2 separate regions of the Nothobranchius furzeri genome follow, and region 1 is linked to region 2. Evidence: chromatin contacts called from public Micro-C data. All regions are on one chromosome and are shown on one strand. Each heading gives the region's core, a stretch centred on a gene start, on an enhancer-like site or on the middle of the called end of the contact. The rest is flanking DNA. Distances are from core to core; before and after follow the strand shown. Region 1 overlaps LOC107377651 (beta/gamma crystallin domain-containing protein 1). Region 2 overlaps LOC107377650 (melanocortin-2 receptor accessory protein 2).

The links. A called contact is a pair of places that touch in the nucleus more often than the background predicts.
Region 1: a Micro-C map of tail fin shows a contact between it and region 2, with 2.8 times the contacts expected there. The contact joins two enhancer-like sites. A contact is called at or near these places in 2 of 2 Hi-C or Micro-C datasets (skeletal muscle and tail fin).

What each region holds. Positions count from the first base shown.
Region 1 is chr2:7,311,655-7,317,553 of NfurGRZ-RIMD1, forward strand. LOC107377651 (beta/gamma crystallin domain-containing protein 1) reads left to right here. Exons shown (of 23, transcript XM_015947406.3): 12 at 1,268-1,431; 13 at 1,593-1,713; 14 at 2,441-2,586; 15 at 3,470-3,596; 16 at 5,847-5,876. Among protein-coding and RNA genes, the nearest start is that of LOC107377651, 22 kb to the left of the region's middle. Within about 2 kb of position 3,132, at least 1 of the 3 cell types and tissues checked has an H3K27ac peak or open chromatin away from gene starts, as enhancers often do. A contact at or near this core is called in tail fin, where this site is marked.
Region 2 is chr2:7,273,454-7,280,037 of NfurGRZ-RIMD1, forward strand. LOC107377650 (melanocortin-2 receptor accessory protein 2) reads left to right here. Exons shown (of 3, transcript XM_015947405.3): 3 at 1-721. The coding sequence ends at 159. Among protein-coding and RNA genes, the nearest start is that of LOC107377650, 4.9 kb to the left of the region's middle. Within about 2 kb of position 4,143, at least 1 of the 3 cell types and tissues checked has an H3K27ac peak or open chromatin away from gene starts, as enhancers often do. A contact at or near this core is called in tail fin, where this site is marked.

The DNA.
Region 1 (5,899 bases), core at 1,882-4,381, 37 kb after region 2:
GGATTCTGTGAGAGACAGCAAAGCAATCTGATTATCACAACTCAAGTCATTAACTAACAGAGTCTTAGAAAAAATGGATCTAATGTTCAACAACCCGCATTTAATTTTTCTAATTTTCTACTCAGTTGAATTTGTTCTAATATTTATGAGATTTCCATGATTTGCTTTATTAAGCCTGATATTTAATCTGTGTGATTTTGGCCGTGGGCAGGACACTGTCTCTATGGGGTAGTGGGTGTGTATCAGTACAGAAGCTGCAGAGGGGTGGGTTAAACTACGACTCTGCTTCCTGGTCTGGACCCTGGGTTGTCATGGAGGACTAATAAAACTGGCCATGTTCCTAGAAAGAAGAGCTGCTCCATCCAAAGAGGTATGGATGCCGTCTCTTCGCATCAGACCAGGTTTTCCCCAAAAAGTTTTCCAATTATCAATGTAGCCCACGTTGTTTTCAGGACACCACCTAGACAGCCAGCGGTTGAAGGACAGCATGCGGCTAAACATGTCACACCTACAACAGCGTCTTGGGCAAGCCCACTGCTGTATTGACCTTGGTAGTCCAGCGGTTAAAGTGACTGCTTAGGCATACTATCCACTGGACTACCAAGTCTCCTACTGGACAATAGTTGCCTGACACACAACACACATATCCTGTGCACATGCTGGTCGTTACGTGCATCTTTATAGACAAGACACATGGTTTTTACGGTGGTGTTTTTCCCCCAATGCAAAAGCAATTTGTCAGAATATCCCAGTTTCAAGACAGACTAGGTTGAGGGGGAGGAGAAATGGGCAAATTTCTTCAGTTTGCAGTAAAATTTGACCAAATTGAAGCTGAGGCAGAAAAACGTCTGAAGGCAGCCAAAAACGGGTTTGGGGGTATTTCTCATGAGGAAATGACAATATCACATCATAAAAAGCTCCAAAAAGTGGATTTTCTATGATATGGCTCATTTGAATATTAGAAACACATTTTATTAAAAAAAAACTTTTGGTTTTTTGTTTGCATTTTTTTAGCCAAAATAAAAATAAAGTGGTGGATTTTTGAAAAGGAGTCACAGTAATTAGAGATTAATAGAAAGGAGCAGATTGTACTATCATTCAGCAACACAATGAAGGGAAAATGACTAATTTGTTACGCAATGTGTAAAATATTATGCACAAATGTGGTAAATACATTACATCTACTGAATATTCTATTCCCACATCAGAAAGTCTTTATGGTTTGTGTTCAAATCCACCATGGAATAATGTCGGTTCCTCTACGCAGGCTGTCGTGTACGAGAAGCCTGGCTTTGAGGGCTCCTCTCTGGAAATCGACAGCGATGTTTTCAGCTTCTGCGAGGCTGAAGGAGGAGGCATCGCCGCAGACGGAGCGAACCTTGACACAAACAACCTGAAATCTGTTGGATCATTAAAGATTATTGGAGGATTGTGAGTCTCCGTCTCACCGTGCTATTCTTAGTGACTTGAAGCTCTGAGCAAAGTTTACACAAAACTTCAATAAATACATATTTTTTCATTATGCAACGTGGTTTAAATCTACCAATGTGGCTCTGAAGAGAAATCCATCAACGTGTTTTTTCCTGTTGCAGCTGGGTGGGATACAGCCAGCCTGGGTTTGAGGGTCAGCAGCACATCCTGGAGGAAGGAGAGTACCTGGATTGCAGCGACTGGAGAGGCGCTGAGCTTCTGTCACTGCGACCGATTATTTCTGTAAGTTACCATAAATACACCAATATATTATAAACAGCATGTAAGACATTCTGTTGAAGTTGTTAGTTTAGCTCAGCCTTGTGCGTGAAGGACAGAGGGTGTATATATTATAGGCTGAATACATAGGGTCCATCATTAATTTGTATTTTTGCGCTACTTCTGCATCTGCTGGTGTAAAAAAAAAGAGAAGGGTGCAATTATTTTTGCAGCGCACCAATCACTAAGCTCCTCAGCCTTCTGCTATAAATCAATTCATCGCCATGGGAAACCAAACCAATAACCGCGGGTATAAACTTCACAATATAATTGCTTGGACGTCTTGCAGGGCAATCAAATATCTGAGCATTGTGTGCGGGGGGGTTTACTTTTCTTCAGATATGGAATACAAAACAAAGGAAATCCACAAATGGAAATCGATGAAAGAAAAATCCCTCCCGCAGCTCTCGGATGTTCGGCTTTTCTAAAACAAACTGGTTTATTGGCTAAAATGTTAAATCCCAAAGCTGCACTGGAGTCAAAACAACAGTTTGAAGCATCGCTTCAAACAAACGTTTCAGGTTCAGCTGAGTGTTTGGGGGTTTCAAAAAAATGTAACTGGTGCCCTGTGGCATGCTGAGAATTTGTCCTGCTCCTCAAGTGAGATCATTTCTGAAAACCCCTGTCTCACTAAATCTGTCATGTCCTATATATTTTTCCATTTGGCCCTAATTATCCTGTTCTCTTGTAGGATTTCTTGTCCCCTCTCATGAAAATGTTCTCCGATAAAAACTTTGGCAAGCTCGGTGTGAACGTTGACCTCACGGCGCCCGTTATCAACATGGACGACACAGGCTACGGCATGAAAACGCAGTCCATCGATGTCCTCGGTGGTGTGTGAGTACTTTTTTCTGCGTTTGCTGAAGGCACGTCTCATCCCTTCATATGCAAAACTTCCAGTGTTTTTCCAACCCTGCAACCTTTGCATTAGTCGAGACCAAAGTTCCTGCTTCCTCTCGTGTTGGTTTCTTGCCATTTAAAGGTGCCCAGGTGTAACGGCAAAAGCCGCCACACCCAAACAGACAGGCCTCGACAGATACGCGAGCTCACTAATGTTTTAAAGCTTCCACGCATCACTTCCCTGTTGGGGTGTGATTGTCCTGCCTCACGCTCGGGAAAGTTGGGAAAGTTCAGTTTTACTTAGATGGCACATGTCTGGTTTTGTTTATGTTGTGATCAGCCAAAAAAAGCAAAGAGCAGGAAGAAAATCCGAAGCAAATCAGGAAAATGAAATGCAGAACATGCGTTGGTGACTGTTGCTTCCCATGGGAGAATCCAACAAACGTGGAGGGGAACACTGTGTCCTCCTTTAGCAGGAAGGGTTTTACTGCTAGCCTCACCCACGTGTTCCTCTGATTGGCTCTGTGGTTTGAATTGGACTCGCGGTGGGAGGCTTTGTTTGTACCCTTGCACATCATGAATCCACAAAAGCAACACAAGGTTTCAGCCACTTTAGACCCGCCACGTTTGCCAAGACAACAAATGCTGACACGCTGCGAAGTGGGAAGCTACTATGCACTCGGATCCAGACCGAGTTGTTGGCTTTTCTGATGCATTTGCACAGCTTCGCCTGAATTCCTGCGGTTCTTCTTTCCAAGGAATTGTGGCCACATCAAAGGTGTCTCTCTGCTGATTAAAATAAAATGAAAGTGGATAAATCTCTCTTCTGATGGAGTAATCGTGCACCGCTTTCTGTGTTCTTGTTTTCACTCCCTCTCAGCTGGGTTGTGTTTGAAGAACCAGGCTTCAGTGGCGAGACCTACATCCTGGAGAAAGGCTTGTATGGAAGCCCGGAGGACTGGGGGGCGCTGCAGCACAGAGTTGGCTCTGCCATGCCGGTCCTGCTGGTAAGAGGGGTGACTCACAAGGAAACCACAACGCCTCACTGTTTTGCTCTGGTGGAAACGTGGCCTGGGTGTTACTCAGACGGTCCAGAAACTGTGATATTTTACATCCAGTTGCTAAAATAGTCTGTGTTTTTACTCAAGTTGCACACTTTGAGAACTTTTGACTTCCCCTGGCAACTCTACCTCACTCTAGATTATATCAGGACTAATCTCAGCACTCACACTTGTGACATAATCGATTATTTAGAATGAATTGTGGAAGTTTTGGAGTAAATCAGGAATAAACTCATGTGCCCGGTTTAGAAAGGAAAACAGGAACGTACATGACTAAAGCGTGGATCATGTAGGTGACTCATAGTGAAAATGTTTTGATTGCAAACCACAAAATGATGAGCAGATGCTTTTAAAGGGGACAAAATATGCTAAATTCTCCTTCTGCATCCTTTTCTACTGCTATGTGGATCTCTACTGCCTCTATAAACAAAAACAAAAAAACATCAGTCTTCTGTCACTGATTTTAGGAATTGTGCAAATAAATTGAGCAGTTTCAAAAAGTCCCCATTTGTGACATCACAAATGTGGAAATTACCGTATTTTCCAGAGTATAAGTCGCACCAACCTTAAAATGTATAATGATGAAGAAAAAAAACATATATAAGTTGCACTGGACTATAAGTCGCATTTTGGGGGGAAATTTTATTATTTTTACAAAATCTGAGACCAAGCATTTCACATTGCAAGACAAGTGCCGGTAACAATAACAGAATAAACAATCAGGGTGCAGCAGCACGCCACGGTCTCCAGCAGAGGATGGCGGTGTTTAACCCCTCCCAGCGGGGCAGAGGAGCTGAAACCTGGACCGGAGCCGGCCCGCAGCAGCGCGGTATACATAATTTGGTATATAAGGCGCTTTGGTATATAAGTCGCAGGACCAGCCAGACTATGAAAAAAGTGTAACTTATAGTCCGGAAAATACGGTACCATATAAACCTCTATCATCTGGAGGTGAGACCTGCTGCTGGAAGAGCAGTGGCTCTACTTCAAAGCCCTCGCGCATATCAGAGTTTCTCAGCCTATAGCAAGCCGAGCAGGGATGGGTGGGCGTGGCTAGTGTTAGCTTTTCTTTTTTTTTAACTGAGCCCTGACACAGCTCAAAGATGCAGGAATCGCTTTATGTGAGAGGGTTTTTGTGCAAAGAACTTCATAACCATAGAACTATTTTAACTTGAGAAAAGTCATAATATGCCCCCGTTTAAAGAATACGTACTGTCGTTTTATACACCAAATTCATGCTCAGAGTTGTAGTCAAATTTTCACCAGAAATTATATTAAATGCAGTTTTACCAAACTAAATGTCCAAAGAGAAATCTAAATAACAAGACTGTTGAAATGTGTCATTTTCTATAGAAATATGATGAATCATCTGCTGTTTTACATTGCTAAGTTTGACTAGAGCTGCTTTTTGATAATCAAGGACAAATTTAAAAAAATGTGGAAAATACTGATGAAAAGAAAATGAATCTAAAACTAACTAACATTATACCTCTGTTCTGAGTCGGATCATATTTATTGTGAACGCTTAATGAAATTAAGCTCTTTTGTTGCTTCCTCTGAAAGGGGTAGGAAGCAATTAGAAACTGATGCAGCATTTCACTTCAGTTTTTTATGATAAAACATGAGGCTGATGAGTAAAAAATAAAGAATGTCCATCACTGTGATGGGGATTTAAAAGATTTCCTCCTGAGTGCGTAAAATCCACAGAGCCCCAGGTTGTTAAGCTTGGCCTTGATGAGGTCGACAGATTCTTCCATTTTTATGATCCAGCTTCAGGCCTAAGGTTAACAGCAGCTCCAAAAATGTTTACGATGCACATTAAACGAAAAGGACAAATCGGATTAGAATCAACTCACTTGAGACCCTAAAGGATTTGCTGATTATTGTATAGGAGCAGAAAATTACAGAGCAGGATGCTCTCTTATAAATATGAACGTTATTAAAATGCAACCCTTCTACTTCCTGTTAGGCTGAAAATAATAATGTGGCTTTTGAAAGTCTGCAAACCTCCAAAGGATGCTAAAACCAATAAAACCTTCTGCAGGAACAGACTCCATACTTCACATTCACTTCCTATTGATTTAGTTTATAACGAGTGGAAAAAACTATTTTCTTCCCCTGTTTTTCAAAAACATTTATATTTTCCCACCTTTTACAGCAGAGTTGTTGCAGATTACTTGTTTCTTTTCCTTTCAGGATGATTTTGTGAGCACAGACAAGTTTAAGGTAGGTTATAAGTGCAAAATAAC
Region 2 (6,584 bases), core at 2,893-5,392:
GACAGGGAGTGTCTTGACTTCCTGTCTCACTTCAACATCCCAAACTTTGTGAACTTGGACCACAGCTCGACACTCGGAGAGGATGATTTGCTTTACGAGCCGTCGGATATCTTGGAGCGTCAGGCTCAAGCTCACAAGGATCACTGTGACACCCCCTAATAAAAAAATCAAAACAAGCAAGGTGTAATTTCATTTCCTTTATCCTTCAAGGAGCCGTTATTAGAGAAACACGTGCACCTTCTGCACCCGTGGCTTTTCTCCAAAGCTTTCTTTATTAATATATTTTCAGAGATGCACTGAATAAAGTCAGACGAGGGTGGAAAACAAAAACCTTGGCTCGATTTGAAAACTAAAACACCTCAGAAATGACACCTGTTATTTGGAGTCCCGTGCGCCTGAATGAGCTGCAGCTGTTCCTGGGCTCTACTTTCAAAACAGATGAGAGAATAATGAAAGAGTAAAAAGAGCAGGCTGGCAGGGGGCGTGCTTTGTAGAAATTATTCTCTCGCTCTCTCGCTGTGTCACTATTCTGTAAGATTGTTCTTATCTGTTAACAAGAATGAGGAAAACCAGCAAGTCGACCAACGGGAGTAAAATCAGCAGGATAAATCATTTTTGTTCTTCTTGGGAAAGCTGTACCATTGATTGTGTGTTTTGTAGCAATAAAATGTCAAAATATCTTTGTTCTTTTGGTTACATTAAAGAAAACATTTTTGGAAAACTGAGTTTTCTTTGTGTGAAAAACATAAATTATAAAAGGGTGAGGAGTCGGTTTGAGTGTTTCAAATGGAGTTTTTCTGAAAAGTATAATATTAAGATTGAAATAAATCACTTAGATGTGTAGTGATAATATTAAAAATAGCAACAATTATGCAGAATAAACTAGGTAAACCTAAATAAACCAAATAGAGTTGTAGATAAAGGTTAGCTAATTAAATCTGAGCATCATCGTGGATATTTACAGCCATGAGCCATGAACTAAAATAAATAAAGCTGAAATTATAAATACATAAAGTTCTGCACCAACGTAAACGTTCTATAGTTAAAAGCAAATATACTCAGCTCGATATCCACTTTTTTCATCAATATCTGATAAATGCTGTGCCTCCCCTCATAAAACAAAGGAAAAGTCAAACATTTTAGGTTACTAACGTCACTAAGCCCTAGTCCACACGTAGCCGGTTTTTTAAAAAACGAATATCAGCCCCTCCAAAAACTTGCATCCACACCACCTTGTTTTAAAAAAAAACTCTGTCCACACGTACCCGGATAAATACGTTGTTAAGGACATGCCAGACCTGTAGGTAGCAGTACTTCCCCCGTTCTTAACCTCGTCCTTCGTCTGTGGTCTTCCGCAAGGAGCAGTAATTCTGCTTGCAAAAACAAACAAGCAAAAAGCGCTTGGACAATTGATAAAGCGAGCGCAGCTCTGAGGGCATCCATGATGTCGGCTAGTGTAAACACAGGTCGCACACGTGATGTCAGCATTTTTTTGTCGCGGAAAGTGACGTTGCGGACCTTAAAACTCCGGGTTTGTCTGTCCACACGCAGACACCCAAAACGGAGAAAACGCAGATCTTCACTTTGGCCGGAGTTTTTCAAAAGATCCGTTTTTGTGTGAAAAAACTCAGTTTTCGTGTGAATGACAGGCCAAAACGTAGAAAAATATCTACGACTTGGCAGATCCCCGGCTACGTGTGGACAGGGCCTAAGACGTGTGTATGTATTTTACCTTTTTCTTTATATTGCAGCTATGCTGATAACACATTTAAAAAGATCTTCAGATAAGAAAAGCAAGCCTTGGGTGAAGATTCTTGTTTCTGTTTGATTTGTTTTTTAGCTGGCTAGCTGAACGTAGCTTTGTTCGGAGGACAGAGTATCACTACACGGGGAAAATCTCTCCTTCACATTTTGTGCCAAAGCAACTTAAATATCTCTAAAACAATAGCTCAGATCTGTCATATTTTGACATTTTTGGAGAGCGGAAAAATAGCAGAAGATTTTGATGTATAATATGTGTATGTTATGTAAAAGTTGTGTCATTAAAGAGCAAGTCACCCCCTACCAGATTCTTACTCAACTCCCACTTCCTGTTTGAAAAATGCCACAAATGCTGTAGCCTAGCAGACCGAGAGGGTGGAGCCACTAACATACACACACACACACACACACACACACACAGGCTCACAACAACATTGTGACATCATATGGTACCAGCTAACGTTCTAGGGTACCTCTTAGCCAATAACGATGGCAGATTTAAATTCTAATTCAGTGCAGAGTTTTACCTGACAACGACACAACACTGACAGTTTTAGGCAGAAAATTAAAATTTTAACTAAAATGCACTAAAGTGCAAAACTATTGATTACACGCGTCTGCAGCATGATTAGACACGCATTTATACAGTTTATCAGAAAAAATAAAGTTTATTTGGGGGTAACTTGCTCTTTAAAAGCCTGAAAACCGATATCGATTTTTTTTAACATTAAATTTTAATGCCAATATCGGCCGATAATAACGGCAGGACCATAAAATGGAACATCCTGAATAGAAACTAAAAGAAATCATTTATTTTGCTGCAAGACATTCTCCATTGCTCTGCTTTCCCCCGTTGAAGGATCATAAGCATCCTTTTGAATTTCCATAGAAAGGCATGGGAAAATAAAAGAGGAGCAGAATATGAGGTAAATTAATTTAATGGACAGTTATGTTGAACTTCCTTCTCTTAGTGCTAAAAGATATTTTTTCATGGTGAGAGGCATGTGACCTCACAGATGACTTATGGTTTGAGCTGCATTCCATTTCTGCAGCCTTGTAGGTTTGTAAAGCTGCCAACGAGCTATAGCCTATAGGCTGACTAATATTACCAACGTACTTTATGAACCACTGGATGGATTTTGATGTAGCTCACAGAAAAAACAGTATTGATCCATTTCTGGAGTCAACTCAGTTCAAGATGGCTACCAAATCTAACCAAAACATCACAGAAATGCCCATAACTGTCTTTTATAGAGACGAAAAAATCATCTTGGGATCACAGACAGTAAACATCCAAATATATCTGATGGTTGGAAGTTGTGGCATCCTTTTTTTTATTAGGGTTTCAAAAACGTAATTAATACAGAAAAATATCAAATTCTAAAAGAAAACATCATCGTTTCGGTAAAAAATGGAGCCAAATGAATATGACATTCAGACCACAACCCAACATCCAAAGAACAGATCAGGCATTGGCTACAAAAGAACAAATGGTTTACAGAAAAAATACCTTTTTGCCCAAGGATTGGGTGGAAATTCTACCACTGAATGCCCATTTCCTTCATCACAAGTGTATACGACCTGAGTGCTTCTTGCCAAAGGGCTGCTGCTAAATATCGAACCTGCACAGAGCACTTTTTGTCTTAGACCTCAAGTCACTCACCCAGCATTATTCTTTTTGCAGCAGATGTGCCAGACTTTTAGAAAAGTTATGATTAGAAAGCAAACAGGCAAAATAAGATGATGAATGAGCTAAAATATTCCTAGAAATTGTTTTTTTTTTGTATTGAATAAATGCCAAACTGAACTAAATGTTTACTAAACTTGCAAAAAAGCACCAAACTTCAACTTGTTGGATGTTGTTGTAAATAAAACCACTTATATATTCATATATTTACTCTAAATGTGTCAGATTTACTTAATTTAGCATGCCTACATGCAATATGAAGGATTTACTCAACCAGCTGTCTTTCATTAAACAGCAAATTTCCTCCACCCGACACTCTAGTTTCACTCGTAGTGCGCTGGGGAAAGCGCCCCTGAACTGCAGCTCAACAGCCAATCACATTTGGTTGATAGGGAAAACTGGAGAATTCTGGAACCATTAGAATTCGTGAATTGAATGCCTCTGGGGCGCTAGCAGACAGCTCGCCAGCTTACAGAAAACAACTAGCTAGCATGCTAGAAGTTGCTGGATCTCATTTTTGCTCTCTCTGTCACATCCTCGTTCACACACACTCACCGTTGGTTTAATTTAGAGCTGAAATCACAACTGTAGCTTTAAATTGTGTTTATTTGTTCTCATTTTATGGGATTATATTGTTTAAAACAATATTTCTAATTCAAATCCTATGCTGTGTTACTGCCACCTACTGGCTAAGAAGAGTATTGCACTTTGAGCAAGTGATTTAGACACAGGATTATTGAATGCTGTCGCTCCTAAAAGCTCACACAGAAGCATATGTATTTATTTGATTATTATTACAGTTACATCTACTTTATCTGTAAATTTAAATATTTACTTTTTGTAAAACAACTTATTTGGAGGAACTGTTCACTATTATGGATTAAAAGGCAAATATTTCTCTGCATGTAAGAGACACTCCCCAGCCAAAACAAGTTTAAGCTGTTTTGAGCAACATGAGGTGATAATAATGCGACATGTTTTATTATCATGACGTATGAAGAACCACACGTTTCTCTGAAAGGCAGATGTGCAGAGAATACCTGAGAGGCTATCAAAGCCACAATGCCTGCGGGGCGGCCTTTTGAATCCTGATCAAGTAAAGTCCAATAAATTCACTTTGGAGAGTAAAAAAGTGAAACCATGTAAAAAGTAATGACCCCTGCTGTTGTGTTTGTCGAATGCAGGAACACGGTGAGAGGCTGGCGTGGTGCAACGATCTGTTTTTCCACACCAAACTCACAACAGGGAACACATTATTCTTTAATTATTTTTGTGCTTTTTTCCCGTTCTGAGAAAGGCAGCTGTAATCATTTCCTATTTAAAATGGAAATGTTACATTCGAGCTTTTTTTCCCCACATGTGAAGTAGAAACCCAGCCAGCATGAATAGGTGGGACCAATATGCAAATACATGGACAAACCATAAGGGTGCCAACAGGGTTTATCCATGGTTTCCATGGTGACCATCTGAGTCTCCCAGAAAACCCTTGTAGGCCCTGTTAAATAATATGTGGGGAAAATTGCCATGGGGCCATCATGGAAACCGTGGACAAACCCTATTGGCACCCATACGGTTTGCTCATATATATCCATATGGGGCCCACCTGTGCTTGGTGGCTGGAAAAAAGCAGATTTTTGTTTTCTTTCTGGAATTAATTCATTATCACATTGTCACTTAGCCAGAGCACAACGCCCAAAGGCATTAATTAGTCCCGACGTTGACCAGATTTTAAAATTAAATAAAAATGCTGAGCTGTGTAGAAAACAAGCAGGTCAGCGTTTGAGGTGATGCAGCAGAAACGCCAGCCAGTGACTCGGATTGTTCCCCCTTCAACTGAGAGATGACCCAAGCGGAGACTCGTGATCCTCCGGGAATTAGTGATTGTTTTCCCAACACGAGAGGCCAACTCCCCTTCCAATGTCAGGACTTCCAAGCTGAAATTATTTACACATCAGTGGTGATGGTTGCCGTGGTGATGCAAGACTTAATGGCTTGGCAGTAATAAAAAGAGCAGCAGTGAGTCACATTCTTATTTACTCAGCAGCTGATGGGATGTTCAGGCAGACTCGGTCCACGGTGGGAGCCTCAGACGTGAGAGGGTCACTGTTAGCATGGAAACGAGAAGCCTGTGTCTCTTTTTTATGTTTTTATTTTTTTTATTTACCTGGTTAAAATTTTAATTTAAGGTAATTGGATGAGATTTTATACTCTAAAGGGTTCAGAGACTCTGGAGTTTGGTATTTTACAGTCAGGATTCTGGCGTATTCTCTAAATAATGTAGACACTGTTCAGATGTGTGTTTTGGGTCATTAATGCTATTTTAATACTCATTAAGCCTGGTACCTTGATTCAGTTGACTTGACAATCGGCTGCTATGCAAAAATTTAAGTGTTTGAAAAAAATCTAATGAATTAAAATTGTTACTGATTTGAATGTAAAAGACTTTTCCAAGTGATGTCAAACTTTTAAGCGATATGGCCGTGGTGGGAGAAGTACGGTTGTTGTGGAATGTGTAAAAACATTTTTTAATTATTATTCACGATTATAATCAGCCACTTTGAGTTTTTCATGCAGGCTGAACATGAAAACAGTCTCCTACACCTATCTCCTGCATTAGCTTCTGATAGAAAATAGATGGTGAAACTCTATAATTTGAAAATCTTTACAGATCTGTCACGCTGTGATTTGCCATTCATGGACTCACGCATCTGGACTCGCGACGGGGAAGGCAGTTGTTGTTTAAATGTCAGGGAAACAGCAGAGGACGTCTCGGCTAGCTTAAGCTAATCGTTAGCATTAGCGACTTCACCACACAACAGGAGCTCCTCCAGGCTTGTGTTATTTGTGGAGATAAAACATCAACGTTGCAAGTTAGTGGTAGAGTCTCGCGTTGCTGCCCTCCAAATGGAGACAAGATGCCCAAATATGAAGAAATACGACTCCAAATCCTGTAGATATTTGGTGCAACATTGTGTAGATTCAGTAACATAAATCGTGTGTTTAAAATGTTTTAAATCTGTTCTAAATCACTCTGATGGCTGCGGATTCACTTTACTCAGTGTGCACTCCTACATGAGAGGACACTGATGAGTCTGAGCTTCCACAGTTGCTGTGAACTTTTGAGCTTCATGGATGA